2 separate regions of the Gossypium hirsutum genome follow, and region 2 is linked to region 1. The links are chromatin contacts, called in public Hi-C maps. All regions are on one chromosome and are shown on one strand. Each heading gives the region's core, a stretch centred on a gene start, on an enhancer-like site or on the middle of the called end of the contact. The rest is flanking DNA. Distances are from core to core; before and after follow the strand shown. Region 1 holds the start of LOC107914736 (methylenetetrahydrofolate reductase 2). Region 2 holds the start of LOC107915437.

Region 1 (6,351 bases), core at 2,387-4,886:
AATCAGAGCGTTCACCATTGACAGCAGGTTGGCTATTGATAGTAAGGAAACCCTTCAAATTGATCTTTCCCAGCTGTTCATGTATGATCTTTGTCTCAGGCTGAAGTGAATCCAGTTCGGACCAAGGACTACTTCTCAACTTACCCAGACAAAAACTTTTAAATTTCTGACAAAAACCGGTTCGAGATGAACAATATCATAATTATATTTGACTGACATAAAACTAGAAAAGACTGAATAGATTCCAAGCAACAAATTCTAGTACCTCTTGAATATCATCAATGCTTTTCAATGGGGTAGCCCATTCTTCTTGAAGTTTCTTGTCACGTGCTCGACGCCTCATGAACTGTTAAGAAATTAATCACTTTGGTCATACTAAAGAACTAATGACTAGTGGCAACAGTTCCCTGACCAAACTATAGTGCTCGACATATCAATATTTGAGCAATAAAACAATATCATAAAAACGAATAACTTCTTACATGAAAACAAATGTATGAGTTGCAAGAATAAAAAAATAGAAAAAAAAATCAAACGTTTAACTAATTTATCAAATTCCTATGAGCATCTAGCATATACTACTTATAAATGTATTTGACATTTACTATTCAAATTGAGGTTTCATATAATCAATAGTAACTCCAAGAGAAATTTAATGCATCAAAGATGTTTTGATATCATTTATACCAAACAAAAGAAAAGGGCAAAGGTTCAACCACTTTGTGTACCTGATGGTCTGTTAGTGCACCATAGGACGGATTTCGAGAATCACCCCATCGCCCATGTGGGAACTGATCCCAACCAATAGTCCTGGTTATGTAACTCTTAGGACGGTTAGACCTGCCATCATTAGCTAGAAGCGTCAGATATCCATGAATATTTAATATTATAACGCACTAAACTGAAGATATATAGCCAAAGACATTGAAGTTCAACATCTATCACACACCAAAATATTGGACGAACATCTTCTTTAACACGAAAAACATTTGCAGGGCGTCTCCAAGGTAAGGACCTTGAAATTTTGGACTCTTCAATCAATCCAAGATTCTGCCAACATAAGCCTATGATTAGCATGGTGCAAATGAAGTGATAATACATTGGAAAACAAAGATAAATGTAGCTGACCCAAAACTATTGCCAAAATTCATTTATCATTTACTTTCAATAGAAGAAAAGTAAGTTCCTTACAGTTTATCTTAAATTGAACAGCAAGTCATTTTAACGAAATTTGTGAGTAAACCCCAATCATATTCTATACTTGCCTGTCTTTGCTTTCCTTCATTATTTGAACTGATATTCACCTAATTATTTGAAAGTAAACGACAGGAAAGCTTGACACTGAAAATGCTAAGAGGCAGTTAAAGGTTTTCTAAAATAAGTGAAGAACAAAAATATGTAGTTTAAGAGTTCTTATTAACCCTGCAAGTGTTCAATTTGAAGGAGGAAGGAATCTTGAACTACATACTAGTTCAAGAATTTTCCTTTCTAAATTTCAAAGTTAAAGAAGTAAATGCTATTCCATAATCACCTCTACATGCCAAAATAATGATATAATATGGGATAACAAAAACCAACCATTAGGATAGCTAATGCAGATTTCTCCATGTTTAATGTATAAAGGTGCAATGTCTTAATCCCATGAGCTAAAATCTTGCGGCACATTTCTGTTCCAAGGTGAACTCCATAGGCTTTGACAGCTTCTTCGTTGTCCTTGATAGCCTCTAAGGCAGCAGTAATCTCAGCTGGTATCTACAATGAGCCATGCAGGTGTTACATTTTAAAAATGTTAACAGAAATTGCCACCAAAAATAGCTTTTGTGGCCACTCTTTATAAGCAGTTGTAATAATCAGTTGCCAAGAAAAAACAAGCAAAGAGTGCATCAGAATGAATTCGGATGCCCTTCCAAATTAGAGGCCTTCAGAATCTTGTATCTTTTAGCCTTTTGAGAAGAATGATGCTGCTTTCATTTCCTTTATGCAAAAACATCCAACTAGTACATGCACTATTTGAATAAATTTTACTAAATTGATACTATTTAATGCTCAAAAATATCATGTTATACCGCATACCTTAGTTTTGCAAAAGCCAGTCATTCGCAAGAAACCCTTGTAGTTATTAATGGGCATAATACCCGGCACGATAGGACAGTTAATTCCCATTTGGCGACAGTCATTGACAAATTTGATAAAGATATCAGTATCATAAAACAGTTGAGTAACAATCAGATCAGCTCCCGCATCAACCTATGTAGTAAAGAAGATTTTAGCACAAAAATTAACCAATATAAATTAGAATTAAGACAATATTTTCAAATCAAGTAATGAGTTAAAGAGTAAAACCTTTCTCTTTAAGTAAGCAAGATCATTCTGATAAGCTTCAGGTGTGGCTACACCATCATTTCCTATGGCATCGGGATGTGCCTCTGAGCAAAGAAAGCAAACTATTAATAATCAAAAGCCACATGAACAAGCCTCTTATATATGTATATATGTCTATGAAAAGCACGATAACCGGCAACTGTGATGCCAAAGTAGTCACCATATTTAGATCTGATATGTTTCACCTAGAATAGGAATTAAAAGTTGGTAACATATGTATATTAAGAAATAAAAACAGGGCAGAATGAGCAATGGCTTTACCAGATCAAGGGCACAGGAGAAGCCGCCTTCGACCTGGACAAACTTGTCCTGGCCGTGAGGGGGATCACCTCGGAGGGCAAGAACATTCTGAATGCCGTTGGACTTGATGGTCTGAAGAGCATGGTCAATCTTCTCTACGGGCATATTGGTGCAAGTGAGGTGCATCATCGTCTCCACACAGATGATATTCTGCATCTTGTTAGCAATGTCGAGAGTGAGATCAGCAGTGGAACCACCTGCACCCCATGTAATGTCACAGAAGGACGGGTTATGAGCAACCATACGATCCATTCTGTCGAACAGGTTGTCTACTCCATCCTCAGTCTTCGGAGGGAAGAACTCAAAGGAAAACACCACTTTCCCTTCTTGCAAAGATTGGATCTTCTCTATCACCTTCATCTTTAATTGGATCTTGAACTCTCAGTGTCACCAACACCAACTTCTGCAAGAATTCAATATGAAACTGAGGTGTTTGAAGAGATAAAACAAGAAAAGAACAACAGAAAGTCGCAACAAAACAAACCCAAACCCGAATCTGAATCTAAAAGAATTAACTGATGGTTCAGAGCAAAAACGATCACTTTGAACATCATAGAAGAAGATAAACATGGGCAATCTTGAAATCAATCCTTTCAAAGTAAATCGTATAGGATAAAGCATGAATGATAAACTAAGAGTCATAGATCAGATGAGCTAAAATTTAAGTAAGCGGTCTATTGTTAAGTAATACATTGTGAAGAATCAACAAGGCACTAAACAAAGACTGAAAGTCCAAATCTAACATATGTTGTAGTACATTGTCCCAAATTCATGGAAACACAAAAATATCCCAGAAAAATAGGAAAAAGAGACTCACAAATGGGTTTGTGGTTGGTAAAGAGAGAGATGGGAGGTGGAGGCATTGCAATGGGAGTATTTGTATTTGAGAGAGGAACGGAACGGATCGGGGTTGGTGTCTTTTGAAATGACTCTGTTGCCCACTCAACAACCCAATGGCCTTATCCTATTCTCAATTCAGTATTTGCCCATTAATGGTCAATACCATACGGTTTAATTATTATGCCCCTGCTCTTTTGCACTTCTTTTTAATTTAGTACAACCAATCTCTTTAATTTGAAAATATATAATAAATCCAAATTTAACGACTTTGATTTTTAAATGAGAGATTAAATTTTTTAAATTAAAAAAAAGTAGAAAAGTAGAGGGAGTGAGAGGAAATTAGACCGTAAGGTACAATACGGTTGTCGTATGTATTGCTTACCAACCACAAACAGCGTCAGCTTGGAATGAATCACAAAATTGGCGGTTGTATTTTCGCTTTCTTACCAAAACTCACTATTATTTTATTGTTTCAGTTTCATCCCTCTTTTTAGTTCGTACACTGAATCAGCTTTTTACCTTTTCATTATTCTTTTTATGGCCGAATTTAATAAAAAATACCATTTTAAAAAAAAGTTATTTTTTAACACGCCATATCTTTTGGTGGTTTTGTTTTTAAGTTTCAGATCTTTTTTTTCCTCACATTTATATTTTTATTTTATTTGTTTCAGGCTTTATTTTTATTTTTAATTACTATTTTTAATATATTAATACTTCAATTAGATGATTAATTAACAGTGATTTTATGCTTGAATGTCAAATTTGATTCCTCTTCTTAGTGCATTTGTATTTTTTATTTTATATTGTTTCAAGCTTTTTTCTAATTTAATATTTTTAATTAATAAATATATTATTTTCAAGTTTTTTATTTTAATTTATTTTTTAATTAATAATTTTTTAATTTATAAAGTTAAATAATTATTATCAGTTATATAATAAAAATATATTTTTGATAAAATTGATATTTTATCAAAATGTTAAATATATTTTATTTTGTAAAAAACATCAACTAATTCTTTTGATATATTTTTTATACATATAATATTTATATATCAAATATTTATTTTTCCCTCCTATATTGTGGGTACATTGATTTCTAATATTATAAAATCAAATAATTATTTCAAATATCTTTATGTTTATATGTGAAATATTTCAAATAGTTATTTCAAATACACAATATATAATACTAAAATTTACTGCACTCATGATATAGATTGAAAAATAAATATTAAACATAAAAATTATATTTACTACAAATAATTTGGCACTATTTAATTAATTTTATAAATAAAAAAGTGCTTAATTAAAAAGATTAATTAAAAATAAAAAACCAATATATTTATTAATTAAAAATAAAGTTTTCAAGGATAAAATCACAATTAATTAACCTCTAACTACAGAAAACTAGTTGCATAAGTTTTAGCATATAATTCGAATATAAATAACTGTATCATCAAATCTACTAGCTCTAGGAACATGATTATGGAAAGATTTTGATGCGAGAGCCTAGTAACCAGCATCCCTACCGAAACTATCACCACCACGGAAACCACCATTACCACCATAAGCTCGAGGGCCGCCACTAGGTCTTTCATTGGCATAACTTACTCGAATATTTCGGCCATTGAGTTCCTGTAATTTCAGTACCACAAAATAATCAAATACCAGATTCACCAGAAACATGTTCCATATAACAATGTCTTTTTTCCCTCACCTGACCATCCATGGCTGACAAGGCATTGCTGGCAGATTCATCATCAGCAAAGTTTACAAAACCGAAGCCCCTAGACCTCCCAGTGTCTCTATCGATGATAATCTTAGCTGACCAACATAAATCAGAGAATGAGAACGTGAATAGAAGCAAGCGTTATAAATCTGTAATAGATACCATCATTCATAAACGACATGAAAAAAACGCAAAGTTCACTGGCCAAAATCATTAACCAAGTAGACAAGCAACCTGGTTATAGTTTCAATTAAAACACAATGCTACATGCTCACCAGCAGTCATCATTATTCAACTTCTGCCATGAGGAATCTCTAGAGATAAACTAGTAACCATTTCGAGAATGGACAACTCGTATGAATAGAGCCTAGACATGCGAACTATGCATTATGCATCCAAAACAGACAATAAATGAACAACAGCAAACACCTAAGAAACACATTAAAATTCCTAGTCACACTTTGTGCGCTATTACAAGTAACCCGTGCCCGAGGGAAGATAGAACAAAAGAACCCCATTCATCTGCTTGACAAGAAAAGGAAGCTACTATTTATATACTAGACTACAATAGTCAAACTTATAAGAATACCAAAAACATAATATCATCAGCATTAGTGATACAACTCACCTTCTGTCACATCACCAAACCCGGAAAATGCTTCCTTGAGAGTTTGATCATCAGTTCCATATGAAAGGCCTAAGAAGCATAGATTCAAGTCAAATACACAATATAAATGATATCTGCATCTAATCTTCAGCCAAGAATCCAATGTGTCAATACCTCCAATAAAAAGCTTTTTGGTTGATGTGGACATGCAGTGAATAGAGCTAAGAATGGATGTAGCTGGGATTTGCCCATTTAACCTCAGAAGGCTTCCAAGTTTGCTAGAAAATGCCATAATATGCTAATGTAACGTTTTTTTTTTTCACAGCACCAGCAACAAGAAGCGCAAACATAAACAAATGTCATGTTAGTAGCAAGAAAAACAAAACACCACATTGCAAATCCCAAAAATAAATCCTATTAGATTATAGCTGAATGGGTTTAACATGTAAATCAATCTCACAAATATGTCCATAATATACCTACAAAGAACATA
Region 2 (6,351 bases), core at 2,839-5,338, 400 kb before region 1:
AAGTATTCAATTTTTTTTAATTAAAATAAAATGTTAATTATTTTTAAAGTCTTTATTAATGTATGATTCGTAATTGATTGTTTTCCTTCAATTAAAAATTGGTTAATATTGAATGTAATTTTTTATATTCAAATTGAATTGAAGGTATTTTTAAAAAAAAAAGTAATAAATAGTGATCATATTTGTCATTTAAGATGTGTAAAAGAAATGAGTCAATCATTGTTTTTTATTTAAATGGAAATTTAATTATTTATATTACCATTGAAATTAAAATCTTTATAAAATAAAATTTTCTTAATTGATTTTTTTTATTAAATTAAATATTGACGAATTTTTTGTATAATTTTTTTTATATTCACATTGATAAAATAAATTAATCTTAAAAAATTTGAAATTATTAATTCTTTATTTTTTATCTATGACATATATCTTTTAAAATATAATTGAAAATTAATAAATCAATTATTTTAGGGTTAATACCATTTTGGCCCTTGTACTATAGAAAAATACTCTTTTAGCCATTTTAGGTTTAGCAGAGTCTAGAGAAGTTCATCCTGAATTTCAAACTTGAGGCTTGCAATTCAATTTAGTTATCCAATTTCACTTTTAATGCTTAAGCTAGATTCAAGATAAATATAAAAAATTTTCAATTTCACTTAATTAAGCTCCTTTATCATGTAAAAAAAAAAAGAAGAAGAAGCTTGATTCATATGCTTTATTTCATGCATGAATTTGTGCTCGAGTTTAAGTTTAAATTTAAAATAAAAAAATCAGTAATAATTGGAAATAGAAAATTTGATTACGTTAGACGACTATTTAAGTAAAGCATTAGGGAATTTGACTCAATTGCTTGAACTCGTCCACTAATGATGATAGACTTGAACTCAATCAAACTCAAATACTCAGTAAAAATGATCTATTTTCCATTTAAAATCTCGGTATATTTATCATATAAATCTTTTAAATCTTTGTTGAATTAAAAATTTATAAAAATTAAATTTTCTTTACTAATAGTTCAATTTGATCCATAAAGACTTAATTGATTTTTTTTATTTTCTAGTAAGAGCTTCTTTTTTTTTTGGGGGGGGGGGGCTCATTAACCTTTAATATAAGAAATACAATAATTGTAATTAAAAATATTAGGTATTGTTATACATTATATTAGGATAAACCATTGTACTCGGTTGTTTTTAATTTTAAGAACCTGTTGTAGATGTTCTTATAGGGTTGCTTTTTTACAAGTACTGAAAACAGACGAATGAATAGAATTTAAATAATGTGTAGATGCAAAATTTTAAACAGCAAAGTTGTTGAATAGTGGATTTGATTCTTTGGTAGTATTTAAGAATATAGTCATGGTCATGGCGTTCCTAAGATGTCTTTTTAATCATAGAATTTCTCCAAGAATTCATGACACCTACTTCACAGTGTTTAAGGTTGTAGAATGAATGATCCTATCTAGTTTCTATTGGTGCTATCCCAAGTCCCATTGCATAGAATGCATTCCCTCAAAAGAGCTAACTACAGTTTTTCAATCTTTAAATGATTAAAAAAATGAAAAATCAGCGGCTAAACCTAAACTTAAAACTCAAAAAATGGATTCATTTCATCAAGTCCTTTTAGAAAGAACAAAAGATTAGGCCGAGCAAAAGAAAGAAACTGGAATGAAAACTAAAGATGCTCATTTTATCCACAATTGCAGTCTTAATCTATAAGGCTTCAGGAAGTTCACTGGAACAGAGTATGAACATACAAACAATATCATTCTTATGTTTGGACTCATATCTTCATCACTCCTCTATTTCTGCTTCTCTTCACCTTCCACAGCTTGAGTTCGACCATCACCTGGTTCCTGAACCACCACGACATAACAAAGCTAGGAAAGTTCATCAGATGTCCCTCTGCCAACTCAGTTATGCCGATGTTTGTTTCAGGGAAGATCCACCTACGAGTTTGAGGCTTGACAGTAATACGCTTGACATCAGGATAGTTCTCGAGACCGTGCATAACCATTTCCTTATCAAAGTGATCGCCATTGTTATCCATCTTCCTTATGTGATTAAACATGATGGTGTTTTTGTTACCTGTTGTTGCGACAAAGATATCAGCCCCAAGCCAAACATCTTCAAGAGTCCATCCATCGGAGCCTGAAGGGATCAGATAGAACTGATCTCATTGACGATAATGCGACCACTGGCTTGCTTCAACGCATCAGCGCAGCCCTTGCCAACATCACCATAACCACAGAAGAAGAACATCCTTTCCAGTAATCGTGACATTGGTAGCTCTCATCGAACCATCAGGAAGAGAGTGATGGCATCCATACAAGTTATTAACCTGTTCAAAAAGATCAAATCATTGCAGCACTTAGAACAGAATACAGAAATTACAATAAAGACCTACAAATACACGAAAAAACTTGTCAAAATATTGAAGGTGACAGTTGCACACATACACAACACTCGGATATGCCAGTCACATCTATGATAAGCGAATACTAATGGAAGTTTTTGATAAAAAATCATTTCATAATTCAGTCTTCATAACCAAAATTGCAACACGATGACAGTGAAACAGAGCAAACAAACACCAAATCTGCAGTAAATTACCCAAAAAAATTGTCATTTCTAAATCAATTTCATTATATCTATAAGAAAAAAACACCAGATCCATCAAGTAAAAAGTTGAAAAGTAAAGCAGCAATAAAATTGGGAAAAAGAAGTACCTAGCTCTTGGTGACAGAGTCATAGACTATCGCTTCCTTTATGAACAAGTACTTCCATTGTCTTCAACTACACCATACTGTCCTGATGTGTTGGTGTTTTTACAGAAAACCAAGGAGAAATGAAACTAAGAACGAATGCTAAGGAAGATTGAACAAGGAGAAAACTGAAAAAATTATCTCTCTTCATTTCATTGAGTTGAGAAACATATATGATACAAGATAATTACCTAATATGTAACTATTCCCACTAATATTTGACTAAAACTTAGCTTAAATTACACACAAAAGAAGCTCACATATCAGCCATTACCTCAAATTTAAATCAACAACAAATCTTACTAACTTGAAGTCAAATTACAAAGCAACTAAGGCAAGATACAAATGAACAAAATGAACAAAATGCTGCTGCTCCACTGGTTCAGCTTCAATGCAGGTCTGCTGTTGCATTGCAAGCCAAAGCTTAACACTCCTCCTTGGACTGTATGCAACAAACACCAATCCTTCTTCTTAAGGAATCAAACTTGGTAGCACCAAGAGACTTAGTTAGAATATCAGCTAGCTGGTTTTCTAAGCTGCAATGAATCAGATTCACTTCCCTTGATTGTTCAGCCTCTCAAACAAAATGAAATTTAATCTTGAAATGCTTGGTCTTGCCATGAAATACTGGATTTTTTGCTATGACAACTGTTGACTGATTATCAACTTTGATCTCAATATCTTCAACTTGGTTTTCATTTAGATCACATAAATGCTTCCTAAGCCAAATGGCTTGATTAGCAGCTATAGCAACTGCAATGTACCCTGCTTCTGCTATTAATTGAGCAACAGTTTGTTGCTTCTTTGAACTCCAACAAAAGAGCCCTAAGCCAAAAGTGAAGAAGTAGCCAGAAGTGCTTTTCATGTCATCAATTGATCTAGCTCACTCACTATTAGAATACCCTATCAACTTAAACTCTTTTGTCTTCTCAAACTTCACTCCATAATTCAAAATCCCTTTCACATATCTGAGAACTCATTTGGCTGTTTTAAAGTGAGCAGCATCGCAACAATGCATGAATCTGGACAGGAGGCTAACAACAAACATGATATCAGGTCTTGTAGCTGTTAAGTAGAGCAAACAACCTACCAAGCTTCGATACTCCTTCTCATCAACTCTTTCATGATTGCCACTACTGTTAAGTAGGCCTTGAGCCACTAGTGTGCTAACAATTTTGCAATTGGACATGCAAAATTTGTTTAATAACTTCAAGGCAAAAGCCTGCTGACTTATAAAGATGGCATGGTCAGATTGATTTACTTCTATGCCAAGGAAGTAAGTCATTTCCCCCAAATCAGTCATCTCAAAAACATCTTGCATCTGCATCTTAAATTCTCAATCAACTCTCCCTTGCTTCCCGCTACCAACAAATCATCACATAAAGTAACATAATCAGCAGGGTCTCACTTTCAGATTTCTCCACATAAAGAGTAGGCTCACTGATACTCTTCTCAAACCCGAGCCTAGACAGATATTAAAACAAACATCCCCTTCTAATTTTGATTCTTGAATAAAGCAAACGTCCCCTCGAACTTTACAAATTACTTTTTTGAGAACTTTTTTCAAATCCGAAGACATACCCCTAATGTTCCATGACAAAATCCTCATTCTTCCACCCAAAAAGACTCTCATTCACAGTAAAGAATCACGATTATAATTTGTACTAACCTGACCTGTGGCCTACAGACTACTGCACTTCTCTTTATTACTCAATTCTGCCTTTCTTACAATCTTATAATCTCTTCAATAACATCTCATTTGTCACCCAAACACTGAACCCAAGCTTTTTCCCCACTTCCCACATGTTCCTTGCCTCCATAAGAATCACTTTCTTTCTATTACTGATGTCTGAGTCCGATAGAGAAGCATTAACCACTACCTCATCTCTGCCCGCGATTCCTTTTCCTTTCTGTTTTCTCAATGCCCAATCTCTTTTCTTTTTCTCTGTTACTGTGAGAAGTCTATTCTGAATTTCATACATCGATCTAATCTTTCTACCATTATTATTTTTATTTCTGTTTAAGGAAATTTGGAGATTCTTCAAACGATCCCCTTTTTTCTCTGTCTCCTCCACCCCCTCCCACCTCTCTCGATTTTTCCTTTTGTTTGTTGCAATCTGTTTCCCCTAACACATTTGGATTGACAATCTATAAGCCCATATACTTTGCCAAACCCATACCCTCTTCACTGATTTGTTGCTCTTCTTGGGCTCCCTCCTCATTTTTCAGACCTAATTCATCTATTGTAAATCCCATATTACTCACTTCTTTCCTAGCCCGATTGTTGTATCCATTTTAGCTCTTTCTCCCACCCTAGTCTCGATCCTAATTCCACTGATCATTTCCTCGTCCAACCTATAAATGTTTTGAGAACTGTTCTGACATTCGCCGTTAACGCTTGATTTTTTGAGAAAACTCTCATGAATTGCTTCGTCTTCCCAGTCTTATCTCTCTACCGGATTCAGTTCCAACCCGGGACTCATCGGTGATTTCGATTCTGAAACAACAGTGTCGTCCCAATCCCGTACTGAATCCTGCTATTCTCCTCCCTTCACGCCATGATTCTTCCTGTTATCACCTTCAGAATATGATAATCCCATCTCAATGACTCTTATTGGAAATTTAGTCTTCCCCACCTCTAAATAAGTAAATATATTATCTTGTCTATTCTATCCGGCTTATTGATAGACACCAACATTGACATTTTATCAAAGCTATTAACCATTGTCGAATTCTCTCCAAGGGATATTAGCTGCCCCCATATACCCGCTATTCTTTTAAAGGAAGTATAGTTCCAACAGTGTGGAGGGATACCATACGCTTCAATCTACGACACTCTTTCCTCCACCATTGTTGTTTCCGACCAAAGTTCTATCTTGATAAAGAACTCTCTCAAATACACCCAGTCATTCTGCTTCAATACTTCAAATAGTTCTTCATCTGGAATTTCAATAAAAAAAAGTACCTTCCTTGCATTCTTCTGATTTTGATTTCCCATAACCCACTCCTAACTATTCTTTCAAATAAACTCTTCGAATCACAACATGTTGCTGTTGTACCCATCAAACATCTTTTAAGATTCCATAGTTGCTCCTCTTCAACATGTCCTTGCACCACAATGTTGGTATTTTTCTCCTTGACGACCTCCTCATCTTTCTTATTCGGATCATAATTACTCCTCAATGAGCTTTCTCCTACTTCTATTCTGCCAAATTCCTGCGACTAAACATTCACCTCCCTTTTGTTATTTTCATTCCGTCTCTGTTCTGCATTTCCTGCCGTTTAAGTTCTTTTCCAAATTTGTCTCCTCCCCTTAAATTTGGCTAAATCTACTGATAGTTTATTCCCTAAAATCACATAGTTGTTTAACCGACTAATAGCCCTTCTCGCATCCATCATACTGTTATATCTCACAAAACCAAATCGTTTCCCACTCTTGCTTTTCTTTACCGGAATGAACGCGTCGATAACTTCTCCATGATACCTAAACAATGCCCAAAGACCCTTCCAGTGCATGGTCATCGGAATATTATGAACAAAAGCTATTATCGGGCCCTTCCGGTGCATGGTCGACAACTTATTAAGCAGGT

Evidence for each region. A called contact is a pair of places that touch in the nucleus more often than the background predicts.
Region 2: a contact with region 1 is called in a Hi-C map of leaf, with 2.1 times the contacts expected there. The contact joins the promoter of LOC107915437 here to the promoter of LOC107914736 in region 1. A contact is called at or near these places in 2 of 34 Hi-C or Micro-C datasets (both in leaf).

What each region holds. Positions count from the first base shown.
Region 1 is chrD10:26,911,918-26,918,268 of Gossypium_hirsutum_v2.1, reverse strand. It overlaps LOC107914736 (methylenetetrahydrofolate reductase 2), which reads right to left and starts at 3,636. Exons shown (of 12, transcript XM_016843746.2): 1 at 3,500-3,636; 2 at 2,644-3,085; 3 at 2,510-2,567; 4 at 2,344-2,429; 5 at 2,074-2,247; 6 at 1,579-1,752; 7 at 950-1,050; 8 at 729-840; 9 at 266-346; 10 at 1-166. The coding sequence starts at 3,042. It overlaps LOC107914737 (glycine-rich RNA-binding protein 2, mitochondrial), which reads right to left. Exons shown (of 5, transcript XM_016843748.2): 2 at 6,033-6,156; 3 at 5,880-5,948; 4 at 5,240-5,346; 5 at 4,842-5,157. The coding sequence starts at 6,150. The coding sequence ends at 5,032.
Region 2 is chrD10:27,316,754-27,323,104 of Gossypium_hirsutum_v2.1, reverse strand. LOC107915437 reads right to left here and starts at 4,088. Exons shown (of 1, transcript XM_016844598.1): 1 at 3,738-4,088. The coding sequence starts at 4,088. The coding sequence ends at 3,738. It also overlaps the pseudogene LOC107915438.